3 separate regions of the Sus scrofa genome follow, and all the other regions are linked to region 2. The links are chromatin contacts, called in public promoter capture Hi-C maps. All regions are on one chromosome and are shown on one strand. The core of a region is the stretch at or near the end of the contact, and the rest is flanking DNA. Distances in the headings are between cores, read along the strand shown.

The links. Promoter capture Hi-C pulls out the DNA fragments that hold promoters and counts their contacts.
Region 1: a promoter capture Hi-C map of liver shows a contact between it and region 2, with 5 times the contacts expected there. The contact joins the promoter of AFG1L here to the promoter of CEP57L1 in region 2. A contact is called at or near these places in 1 of 5 promoter capture datasets (liver), 3 of 47 Hi-C or Micro-C datasets (embryonic fibroblasts, heart right ventricle and liver) and 1 of 2 datasets of contacts at active chromatin or transcription factors (skeletal muscle).
Region 3: a contact with region 2 is called in a promoter capture Hi-C map of liver, with 13 times the contacts expected there. The contact joins the promoter of SNX3 here to the promoter of CEP57L1 in region 2. A contact is called at or near these places in 2 of 5 promoter capture datasets (fetal skeletal muscle and liver), 3 of 47 Hi-C or Micro-C datasets (embryonic fibroblasts, heart right ventricle and liver) and 2 of 2 datasets of contacts at active chromatin or transcription factors (alveolar macrophages and skeletal muscle).

What each region holds. Positions count from the first base shown.
Region 1 is chr1:74,364,605-74,368,798 of Sscrofa11.1, forward strand. It overlaps AFG1L (lactation elevated protein 1), which reads left to right and starts at 2,817. Exons shown (of 14, transcript XR_002343776.1): 1 at 2,817-3,171.
Region 2 is chr1:75,168,277-75,172,623 of Sscrofa11.1, forward strand. It overlaps CEP57L1 (centrosomal protein CEP57L1), which reads left to right and starts at 2,717. Exons shown (of 11, transcript XM_021090896.1): 1 at 2,717-3,106. The coding sequence starts at 2,984. SESN1 (sestrin-1) reads right to left here and starts at 2,098. Exons shown (of 10, transcript XM_021090855.1): 1 at 999-2,098. The coding sequence starts at 1,277.
Region 3 is chr1:74,347,940-74,351,721 of Sscrofa11.1, forward strand. It overlaps SNX3 (sorting nexin-3), which reads right to left and starts at 1,796. Exons shown (of 4, transcript XM_021090786.1): 1 at 1,025-1,796. The coding sequence starts at 1,120.

The DNA of each region.
Region 1 (4,194 bases), core at 1,567-4,066, 800 kb before region 2:
ACTTTCTTTACCCTGTTCTTCATTGTTTTGTTTGTCCTCTGGTTACTTTCAGTCTGGGTTTGCCCTTGAGATTAGATTCCAGAACTACATGACACTTCTCTAAGGAGTTCTTTAGTGAGGAAAAGGTAATGCTTTCTGATTTTCTGATTTACCTCTATTAATTTTTCTGATAATGTTCAAAATTCCTTTTAGAGTTTTTTGTTTGTTTGTTTAGCAATTGCAGGAACAGCAGAAGCATGGGATTGATGTTTTAGTAAAATAGTTTACAATGGCTACTTAATTAGTCTTCAGGTCATAATGAGTTCTCTTGAATACAATAAATGTAATCTAAGAAGTTATTTCCAAGTTATCTCATACTTGTGCACAATAAAGTTCATTTGCCATGTTTCTGTCCATTTGCACGGTTGGTCGAAAGTTTCCTGTAGATCTTCCAACTTGGCATTAAACTATCCATGAGTTCTTATTTCACTTTCATAATTATTAAGCTATTGGAATCTCTAATAAGAGATACTTTCATTGACCAAGGCAAGCAGTTGTTTTCCCAGAGCAAACAAAATGATATCTAGACACTTTCTGAAAGTCTTGAGGGTGACAAATATTTAAATCAAGGAAGAAATAGTCTGATTTTTTCAAAAGGTCTTTCACCAAGTGCCATACCAATAATTAGTAACATTAAATGAAACAGCATGAAGGAATAGTTTGTCATGTCAGCAATGACATTAAAGATAGAAAAAAATAGTGTGAATTGACATTTTGGAAGACACAATCAAAATAATTTTTCTATAAATGATTTGACAGAGTCAGTAAAGAAGTCTCCAAATTATTTATCCTGTTATGTTCTCTTTTCCTGTTTCTTTGGACACTTCTATTGTAGACCAACTAACTACCTAAATTCCTGGAATTCTTTCTAATGTCTTTTTATTTAGTTTTCATACAACTGAAACTTTCTCTTTTCCTGTAATCCAGATTTTCTTGCTTGCATGCCTGTCTGCCTGCCTTAGTTCACTCTGTTTTCTATTTTTGGAAGGTCTTCATTTCCTGTTAAAAGTAAAGCTTCTAGAAGGCTTTCCTGATTTCCCAGCCAAAGTGCTCTTTCATTGATTCAACAACATCTGGTAGAATCTTTTATCGATTCCTTTGTCCCTCCTACAGGATTGCCTGCTTCTTTTGGATAGCACTTTGTTAACCCTATATACTCCAAATATTTTTTGTTTAATCAAATTAGGGAAGATCACTTAGATATTCCTCTTTGGATACATGGTCTCAAGGCCATTCAGTCCAGTGGTTCACTGGCTTTCCCACGCTACACAAGTTCTTTCTAAACATCTGAGTTTATTCCACATTGAAAATTATTTACATTACAGAAAACAAAGGTGATAGCACTTTTCAGGTACTCTGCCAAAGATGAGCTGGACACTGGAGGCAAACTGGGGCTACCACTTAGGGATGTAACCAATATTTTGTTAAAATATGAGGGCCCAATGGATCCTCCACTTTTTATTTTGATTGTTTTTTTAGGTTTATTGAACTATAGTTAATTTATAAGACTGTGATAATTTCTGCTGTACAACAAAGTGATCCAGTCACGCATATACATAGATTCATTCTCTCTCGGATTCTTTTTCCACATAGATTATCACAGAATACTGGGTAGAGTTCTCTGTGCTATATAGCAGGTCCCCATTGGCCAGTCCTTCCATATACCTCAGTGCGCATATGCCAATCCCAAATTCCTAGTCCATCCCTCCCACTCCTCAACCTGTCCCCTTTGGTAATCATAAGTTTTTCAAAGTCTGTGAGACCGTTTCTGCTCTGCAAATAAGTTCATTTGTACCTCCCCCCCTTTATTTAAGATTCCACATAAAGGTGATTTCATATGATGTTTGCCTTTCACTGTATGGCTTAGAACGATAGTTTCTGTGTCCATCCATGTTGCTGTAAATGGCATTATTTTGTTCTTTTTTTTATGGCTGAGTAATATTCCATTGCATATATGTACCAAATCTTCTTTATTCATTCCTCTGTTGATGGACATTTAGGTTGCTTCCATGTCTGGCTATTGTAATAGTGCTGCAATAAATATTGGGGTGCATTTATCTTTTCAAATTATGGTTTTCTCTTGATAGATGCCCAGGAGTGGGATTGCTGGATCATATGGTAGTTCTATTTTTTGTTTTTTGAGTAACCTCCATACTGTTTTCCATAGTGGTTACATGAGTGTACATTCCCATCAACAGTGTAAAAGGATTCCTTTTTCTCTACACCCTCTCCAGCATTTATTATTTGTAAACTTTTTGATAATGGCCATTCTGGCTAGTGTAAGGTGGTACCTCATTGTAGTTTTGATTTGCATTTCTCTAATAATTAGTGATGTTGAGCATCTTGTCATGTGTTTTTTGGCCATCTGTATGTCTCATTTGGAGAAATGTCTATTTACATTTGCCCATTTTTTTGACCGGGTTGTTTTGGATTTTTGATATTGAGCTGCGGGAGGTGTTTATATATTTCAGAGATTAATCCCTTATCAGTTGTTTCATTAGCAAATATTTTCTCCCATTCTGTGGGTTGTCTCTTTGTTTTGTTTATGGTTTCCTTTGCTGTGCAAAAACTTACATTTTATTTAGGTTTTGGAGTCTCAGTCAGGTATGCTAACCTAAAAGGCTCAGGGGGGGTTACTTTACACGTCGTAATCCCGTTCCAATTCCTTGAAAGTGTTGTGGAATCCTCGGCTGCCTTCGCTGGGCGGAGAAGTGCCCCTCCCCCCAAGCCCAGAGCTGCCTGCCCCGCACCGCCTTCGGCGCCACCGCACTGCATGCTGGGAGTCGTAGTTGCAAGTGTCTGCTCTGGAAGAGAGATCAGAGGGCATGGGAGTCAGCCCGCCCCCTAGCTACTTGAGCTTGCGTTTTTTCCGCTTCTCTCTTTCGTTCTCTCACGGGCGGAGCCTTCTGTGAGCACTGCAGGATTTGTCGGTGCTACCGTCTTTCTTCTGGGTTTCAATAAAGTTTTCCTTTTGCTCCCCTTGTACGGAGCTCAAGATGGCGGCCTCCTGGTCGCCCTTGGTTACCCTCCGCTTAGCGCAGAGCCGGTTGAGAGGGAGATGTGTTGGGTGCAGGGCCTGGGCCGCTGCTCTCGCCCCTCCGGCCACCGCCCCTGGAAACTCTCTCTGTAAAGGTCAGTGACTGTGCCTGGAGTAGGCCGAGCCGACTGCATAGGACCGGGGCAGTCACCCTCACTCCTCGAGCTGCCCGAGCGCCTACTTGGTTCATAATTTTCGAGAGGTTTTCTCGAGAGGAGTTTCATGCTCTCTTGCATTTTCTGTTACAGTCTGCTGATGAAGGAGCCCTGGGCACTGAGGGAGGTGGCTGAGAGTGACCTTCATTTTGAGGGTTCAGAGGTCGACTCAGGGTTCGTTCCCTCCCACATGTTAGAAAGTTGAGACCTTGTAAGCCCAAGTGGGGGAGTACCTGGCTTGAAAGGATGCCAAGTGTCAGGTTAAGGCCTGGGGACTCTTCATCCTGCGCCTTTCCTGTTGACCTGGGACTGTACCTAAAAGCCAAGCCTCTGACGCTTGCAGGCCCTTTTGGCTCTCTGGCTTCTGGGAGTGCAAGTGTCCGAGCATTCCCAGACTGAGAGATTGATTCTTTTTGTTCTTTTCAAATTACTAGAGGCTTCAGCAAGGTCACTTTGTCACCAGGCTTGCTTCATATATTCATTCATTCATTCAAATTGTTACGTGTTTCCAAATGAATGAACCTATATTTTGAGTAATCAAGCCCACAGGAGTGATAATTTTACTGCTCTATTCATATACTCCCACTAAATCAGGGCTACTCAATGGCAAGGACCAGGTGTCATTGGTTCTTCAGCACTTAGCACAGTGTTTGGTGCCTGATGGGCAGATATGTTTTTGAACGAATAACATTATTCTTATTGCTCACTCATCCAAATTCTTGAACGCTTTCCTTTTTTTAAATTTTTTTTAAATCTTCAGGCATCCCTCCCCATACATCTTAAAATGATTCGCATTGGCTAATTTAGCTAAAACTATCAGTCTTTGATTGTTATAGTCGATAAAGTTGAAATTGATGCTAGAACTGTGACTACAGGTTTTTCTGCAAAGTTTAGTGTAATCCACTTATATAATGGAATATTTTGGTAGCATGAGATTTCCATCATAATATAAACTATTGTTAA
Region 2 (4,347 bases), core at 1,467-3,966:
TCTGCTGCTTTAAACTGAGTTCAAACCAGAATAGAAAAACTGTTCATCTTAGCTTACATATGTACCTAAAGGAATTATAAGTTTTTAAAACGTCTCATACTATGACTCTGAACAGCACATGAGGATTGAGTAATTTAGGCTGATAAACATAAAGAGCATTACTAACCATTCTTAATATCTAAAAACCTTTCCCTTAAAAAAAAATTCTTCTAACAAATGTAATAAAACAAGATAAATCAAATATGTACAAAACAGGAGGAAAACTATGACATTTTTAGTCTTTTGCCCTCACAACTTAAATAGGTATGCATCTGTAAAAGAAAAGAATCAATCAACTTAAGCACGCACAGAGAAAGCTAGTTAAGAAATTGACAATAAGCACGTTTCTATCATTTATTCAACCTGGGTCCAACTTTTCAATCTGCAGATGTCAGCTCTTTTATAACTTTTATTATTTAATTCTTCCTTTGAGAAAAGAAAGGTTGCATTTAGGGAAGAGATTCTGGTTTTGTTTTGTTTTTAAGAACAAGAGAAAATTGTTTCACCAGTTATCTTGAACAACCTGACTAGGAAACATTTAATATGCTTTATCATTTTAAAGGCCTTTAAATGTGAAACTTTCCACACAAAACATTGTCTGTAACAATGTGAAAAGCATACTGGCTACACTTCCCAACAGCCTGTAAAAATGAATATAAGGAAAAGCAAGTATTTACTTGCAATTAACTGTAACTTTCACATGTTTTTCTCAGGAGGAATGCATTTTCTGCCAAAACTCTCTGCAAAGACAATACTTGTTTACCTGTACTTGAAAATTACTTTTACCTTAGTTCATCTTGTCCAATTTTAACCCCAAATTCAATGTTTTATAGACCACTTAATTTAAGATGCTGAGTGGTTCAAATTATAACAGCCTATTTGAAGCCAATACAAAATGAATAACTGCAAACAAAACACTGTACTAGAAACACAATTGTACTTAAAATGCGCTTCCTTACCTGGACGCTCTTCAGAATAAACTCACTTTTCTCTCTTACATCTTTAAAGGGACACCTCTTAGAAAGCATAAGCAGATGAGCAAGAAGCTTATTCAACCCATCCAAAGAAATGGCATTTGAAAGGCCTTCTGATGGACGATAAGGTGTCTCTTTCACCAAACGAAGACACTCGGTTTTTCTCACGATGATTTGCCTAATGTTTTCCAGTGCGGTCTCTCTAGTAGTTGAATCTCTACTGCACAGTCCATCCCATCTCACTTCATTCTCTCCTTCAGCCATGACAACTGGAGTTTTTTTTCCTGCCCTCTTCAATCTTTCAGCATGTCCACCACAGCACTTCGTATTTTTAAAACGAGAAATGTAAGAAATAAATCAGAAAAATCGAATCGTCACGAAAACATAAGCCTGGGTGACATTGGTACCAGAAATGTCTTCGATCTACCAGACAGAGCTCGCCCTCTCCTTCTACCCGGAGTAGCAGTCTTCTAGTCAGACAAAAAAAAAAAAAAAAAAAAAAAAAGTTGGAAAGTTGAAACCTTACAGAGCTGGCTTTGCTGGACAGTGTCGGGGAAGTGTTCCTCTCCGTCTCTCGGGGTCAGCGGATATCCTCAAGCCGTGGAGCTGTCAAATCCGTGCTCTGCCCCAAAAGGCTGGATACAGTTGAACGCTCTGCAGCCACTCGGTGTTTTTTGTCCGTGCAGCCACGGTGTTCTCGGGAGCGTTCCCACCCCGCCCCTCCTCCGGCACCAGTCCCCGCCCTCCGCAGCTCCTCCCGCCCGGCCGGGCGCTGGCTGGAAAGGCTCGCCGAACCCTGGCTCGCTGGACGCCGCGGCTAGAGACCCTGGCGCTCCCCAGGGGCTGCAGTCTCGTGCAGCCTCTGTCTCGGTGGTGGCGTTGGAGGAACGCGTCTCTGGCTCTGCGGATTCAGAATCCACGGGCTGACGCTGCTTCTCTTCCAATCCCGGTATCCTCGCCCACTGCCGGCCAACCCAAACCGGCACAGGGCAGCCCAGCAATCCCCGATCGCGGGGCTGGGCCGCGAAGCTGGCGGAGCGGCAGGGCCCCAGGCGCAGAACCCGCCCCTTCGCCCAGCCCCATCGATGGGGCTCGGCCCAGAGGGCGGGAGCGGGGAGGGGAGACGGGGTCCTCACCCCCAGCCCCTCCCCTTTCTCCGCCCGGCACAAGCCAGGAGCCGCCCCTGCCCCTGCCCCTGCGCCCTCTTCCCCGCCCAAGCAGACGCGACCCGCTGAGGCAAAGCCATCGGAAAAAGCCCCGCCCTCCAACAAGCTACCTCCGGACCCCGAGCCCGCGAGCGGCCGCCAACCGCTGACGGCTGCTACGCATGCGTAACGGTGGGCCGGGCGCATGCGCCTTAAGAGGCACCGAATCTGCTCGGGGGGCGTTTTTTTTTTTTGTTTTTTGGTTTTTTTGGTTTTTTTTTGCCTTGACGTTCGGCTTCTTTGGGCTGAACGGGGGTAACGAAAAGTTGAAATACGCCGAAATTATCACACACGAGACAAGAACCGCAAATAAGGAGGGCACAGATAAACTCCTGGAAGAACTCGAATCAAAATTTAAAATCAGAGGAAAAAATAGAAACTCTTTATTGCGCCAAACACCAGATTTAAGAAGGCAGGGCGTCCTCGCATTGACTTCTGGGAAGTGTAGTTCTGGTGCTGTAGGCGCGTTCTGTTTGAGACAGAAACTACAGCTCCCGGGAGCCACTGCGACGTTGCCTGTGGCTCCCTGCGAGCCAACGGCTAGCGCTGCCGGAGATTTGACTGAGAGATTTGGCTTGGTGAGCACTGTGGGCTTGGCTGACACTTTTCCTTTGACAGTATTTTTCCTTCCTCCATTTCCTGTGGGATTTTAGAAAGGAAGCCGTCTCCTTAGAGCTGTACTCCTTAGTCCAGGGACTATCAGTAATCTACGTGGGAAGAACTAGTCCGAGTGCCCAAGACCGCGGGCGCGTTGAGAGGACATGGATGGTCGGAAAGAGCTGCATAAGGTCAGGCAAGAGGGATGCTGTGGAAACTAGTGCTCCGCGGTGCTACCTCTGCTTCTGCTCTGTCAGGTGGGCTCACGCGGGATGGACTCAGTATCCCTGTGTAAGTGCACCTTTGTTTGCCATTGCATAGGATTGTTTGAGGCTTTATTTGCGCAGAAGAAATCCTGTGCCACACTTTGAAAGAGAGTTGTCAAATCCTTTTTGTACAAAACTGAAGGGAAAAGAATCCCTCGTGTTCCTAGATATGAATATTTGCAGGCTTTAAGAATACCATATGGAAAAAAGACTTATAAAAATCTCTAAAATTTAGTAATTTTAAAAGATTAAATAATTTGTTTGCATATTGCTGTTTGAAGTCATTCTTCTTGAGAAAAGTTGAGGTTTGAAGGGCTATCACTGGACTGATAACAAATTAGTTTTAATTTTTCATGTTGCACAATACATGCGTTTCTAAAACTTAGTTTCTAAAAACCAAGTACTGGACAAGTGGAAAACGCACAGTTCCCATCTAGTTAAACTAATGGTTAAACATTATACAATACATATATAAAGTACAGTACACACATTAAACATACAGTACTATATGATATTATTAGGATGGCTAGAAAGATCACTTAGGCCGGTCTTGGAAAGTCAGGGAAATCTTCATCTCAGGGAAAGAGGGTCAAAAGAACAGCATATGGTGAGGCCAAGAGTGAGGGAGATAGTAATTTCAGGAAACTGCAATAAGCCAAAATCATATACATTTCAGGAGGAATAGCTTTTTGTGTTTTGATGTACAATACAGCAAAGAGAAAAGAGTAAAGAGCAGAAAAGAGAAACGTACTATGAATTTTCCAGATAGTTTCTGAAAGTGACCTATCCTTGAACAGAGTTCTGATGAATTGGTTTAATTTGGAAAGCCTAGAACATTCTAATGTTGCTTGTTTAAATCAGAATTTTAAAAAATGAGAACTTCCTTCTTATGAGTATGATTTCAGAAAACAAAGCCACTCCTTCTTGTGTCTTTTGGGGTGGGGGGAGGCTCATCTTCCTTTGTCCAACCCACAAAGGATAGGGTAGTTTCTTAAGTGTGGGTCTCCTTTTTACTTTGTGATTGAGTATGATCTCATTCATAGCCATGGTTTCACCACCACCTATGACTTAAATGTATAATTTCATCCAACTTCACCTTTTAGCTTTGTTTCACCACCACCTATGACTTAAATGTATAATTTCATCCAGCTTCACCTTTTAGCTTTCTTATGCCCATCTCTATGGTGTTTCTTCTTGGATATCTCAAAAGCACCTCAGACTTAACATGCCTAAAACCAAATGAACAGTATCTTTTATGAATCTGAT
Region 3 (3,782 bases), core at 546-3,045, 820 kb before region 2:
TTCTTATGCTTAATTTTTAATAATTTGTTGTTCATTAACAGCTGGATTCGTTTTATGTAACCAATTTTTAAAGATACTTCCATACATGAGTAACTTCTTTAATCCTGAACTGTAGACTGAAAGTGAAGCAATATTCTCAATTACCATCTTTCAAATCATCTGAATTACTTACTGCCAACAAATTTTAATTATGAAATTATGAATGTGTTTCTACTTCAACTGATTCCTTCATTCAGTGAAGTGCAAATCTCTAAATTAAGAGAGCAAGATCCCTCAACGAACAAGCTTTTCTTAAAGCAGTTGTAGTTTTGTGAGGAAGGCAACATTCCCCACTTCTCACCCTTTAACAGACAGTGACCCAGAAAGCTAGGGCCGATCATTTCCAATTGCAGTTCTCGCCCGGCTCAGCCCTACCACATTTGTCAGAGGCTTTTGTAAACTCCCCTGAGGTTCTGTTCAGGGAAGCGTACAAACGAGGTGAGTCTGGTAGCTCGGGAAGGGCCTCAAGCAATCAGCTAGGCTTGGCCACCTCGGAGAAAAGTGTCCAGGAAAAGAAAACTGAAAAGGCTTCAACTTTGAGCAAATCCCCTTTCTCAGTCACATTTAGCTCCCTTCCCAAAGAAGAGCTGTGTTCTCGAAAGATCTACCCCTTTCCAACTCAAATGTCATTCCGAGATCAGCTGCCTGAGGGGCAAGCGGCGTTCAACCCACGCCCTCTTCGCGTACCGTCCTCAAGTGCCAGCACGGGGCTCAGGTCACTCTGCAACTCCCAAGCCAGCCCAACACGAAGAGGGGCCCTCGCCCCCGACCCCGCCCGTGGACAGAACTGCCCTACCATGTCAGCCAGCAGCCCCGGACTCAACAGCCAAGGCCGCTAGGGAGACGCGCTCCAGGGAAGGCTAGGGGCACCAGGGAACTATGGGAGGGGTCTCTCTGTAGGGGGGAAAGATGGCCTCACCTTGACCCTGATTTCATAGGTGGTAAAGCGGCCCCGGCCGACCCCCACTGTCTGCGGATTGCTCACATCGATCTCGAGGAAGTTGCTGGGAGGCCCGTAAGCGTCATTCAGGTTCTGCGGCTTGGTGATCAGCCGCCGGGTGTCCGCCACGGTCTCCGCCATTTCGCTGCTGTAGCCGCCGCCGCGGACTCCCTCCGCCCCCTCCGCGATCCACCGACGCCGCCTCTGCTGCCCGCCGCGGGGACACCGGACTCGCGCGCAGCGGTCGCAAGGCGAACGAGCACGTAGAGCGGGCGTTCACCCTTGCGCGCGAAGCTCCTCCCCGCGCCGCTCTGGCTGCTGCCTCTTGAGCCCAAGCAGGAAACAACCCACCCGACGGAACGCTGCGCCCCGAGGCCGGGAGGCCCAGCGGAAGCCACGGAGAGGAACGGCGAGCTCGCCGGCGGAGAAGGAGAGTCACGGGTCTTGTAGGCGCGAACAGATTCCGGCCAGACTACAGCGCCCACAATGCACCGGGCGAGCGCGCCGCTACTGGGCTGCGTCCGAGGTGCTATGGGACCCAGGACCGGAGTGCGGGGGCGGGCGCTTCCTGTCTTTATGTATCCGCCTAGACCTGGAACGGTGAGAAGAACACCGGAAACGATCTTAGAGGCCTTGGTAGCTGCCAGACAAGTTAAACAACGAGATGGAAGAGATTTGCCTGCAAGTGGAACAGAACTGCCTATGCTAACTCAATTCCGACATATCCACTGTCTCACCATAAACCACTGAAAATGCTTTTCTAGATAACCTTGAACATATGCCTCAAATGATGATTTTGATATCAACTTGGAGTCTCACTGGACACGTGTCTGGTTTGGTAAATTGAAGGTGGGAACAACTTAATGACGTCATATCCAACGGTCAAACCGTTTTGGGAGACCGATGGGCTAAAATTAACAGGTAGTATATGGGCCGAAGCCTGCCTTGAATTTCTGATGTTTGAGTGATCTGCAGCTTTCCCCCTTCAGTTACAAAATTTAAGTAAGTTTTTGTTTTGTTGCGTTTTTGCTTTTTTTAGGGCCGCACCTGCAGCACATGGAGAGGTGGAATTGGAGCTGTAGCTGCTGGCCTACACCACAGCTCATGGCACGGCTTGAGATCCTTAATCCACTCAGCAAGGCTAGGGATGGAACCTACGTCCTCATGGATGCTAGTCAGATTTGTTAACCCCTGAGCCACTATGGGAACTCCAGTAGCTTTTTTTTTTAAGGTGATAAAACATCGGTACAGCATTTGAAGTGGAACTCGGATAAACCTTTATCAGAAATGAAAAAAAGACAAAACAATTAAGTAGATCATAGTTGATTGCCAATAAATGCAGACTTTGAGCATTGAGGTAGAAGGATAGATGTCTATTCCTGCCCTGCCTGGGGAGTTATGGCCCTTGATGTTGTTGTATCACAGCTCTTTGTGTGTGTGTGTGTGTTTTATGTTAGATTCAGAAAACCCATTCTCTTTAAATAATCTGATCTGTCCCTTAAGCTGAAAAGTTGTCTGAATCATTAGCAGCCCTTCTTAATAACACTAAGTACAGTTGGTATTAAAAAAAAAATGAGGAGTTCCCGTTGTGGCTTAGTGGTTAACGAATCCGACTAGGAACCATGAGGTTATGGGTTCGGTCCCTGGCCTTGCTTAGTGGGTTAAAGGATCCGGCGTTGCCGTGAGCTGTGGTGTAGGTCTCACACGCGGCTCGGATCCCGCGTTGCTGTGGCTGTGATGTAGGCCAGCTACAGCTCCGATTCGACCCCTAGCCTGGGAACCTCCATATGCCGAGGGAGTGGCCCTGGAAATGGCCAAAAGACAAAAAAAAAAAAAAAAAAAAAAAAAAAGAACACGTAGATTATTTTCAAGAAAACTCTACATTCATTCATTCAATAAATATTTATTGAAGGCCTACTCGGTGTTTTCCACTTTTTTTTTTTTTTTTTTGGCCTTTTTAGGGCCACACCTGCGGCATATGAAGGCTCCCAGGCTAGGAGTTGGCCTGCGCCCAAGGCACAGCAGCGCTGAATCCAAGCTCTGTCTGTGATCTAAAACACAGCTCACGGCAATGCCAGATCCTTAACCCACTGAGCGAGGCCAGGGGTCAAACCTGCAACCTCATGGTTCCTAGTTGGATTCGTTTCCACTGCACCACAATGGGAACTCTGTGTTTTCCACTTCGATACTGGAGGTAAAAAGATGGAGAAGGTATTGAAATTCCCTGAGTTCATGAGGGTAATTGTCAAATGTATGGTTTCTCTTGGGGAAACAGATAATAAATAAACCAACAAATAATATAACTGCCAATATGATTGGTGCAGTAAAGAAAGGTGGATAATGTGATAAAGAGTGACCCAGGGGTTCCCTTCACGGCGCAGTGGTTAACGAATGCCACTAGGAAGCATGAGGTTGCTGGTTCGATCGCTGGCCTGAGACCAAATAGACACTTGACTGTTCTGACTACAGCAGTGAGCTCAAGAAATGTGTATAAATGACTCTTTGAATTGGAGTATTTAAAATCTAAGAGACCAGGAACCACCCTATTGTGTTGTCATCTGTGACACTAGAACAAAGCAATCATTTGGCTATTCTTCTATCTCATTCCCTGGAGGCCACTCAGAGCAGCCTTGGGCAGCAGTAATAACACTCGCCTGCAGTGGGGAAGCAGCCATAGAAGGTAGCAACACAGTCAAACAGCTAGAGAAGAGCTCCTCAGGACTTACCCACTGGCTCAGCTGGTTTAGGATCCTGGCCTTTGTCTCTGTGGTGGCTCAGGTTCAGTCTGTGGCATGGGAACGTC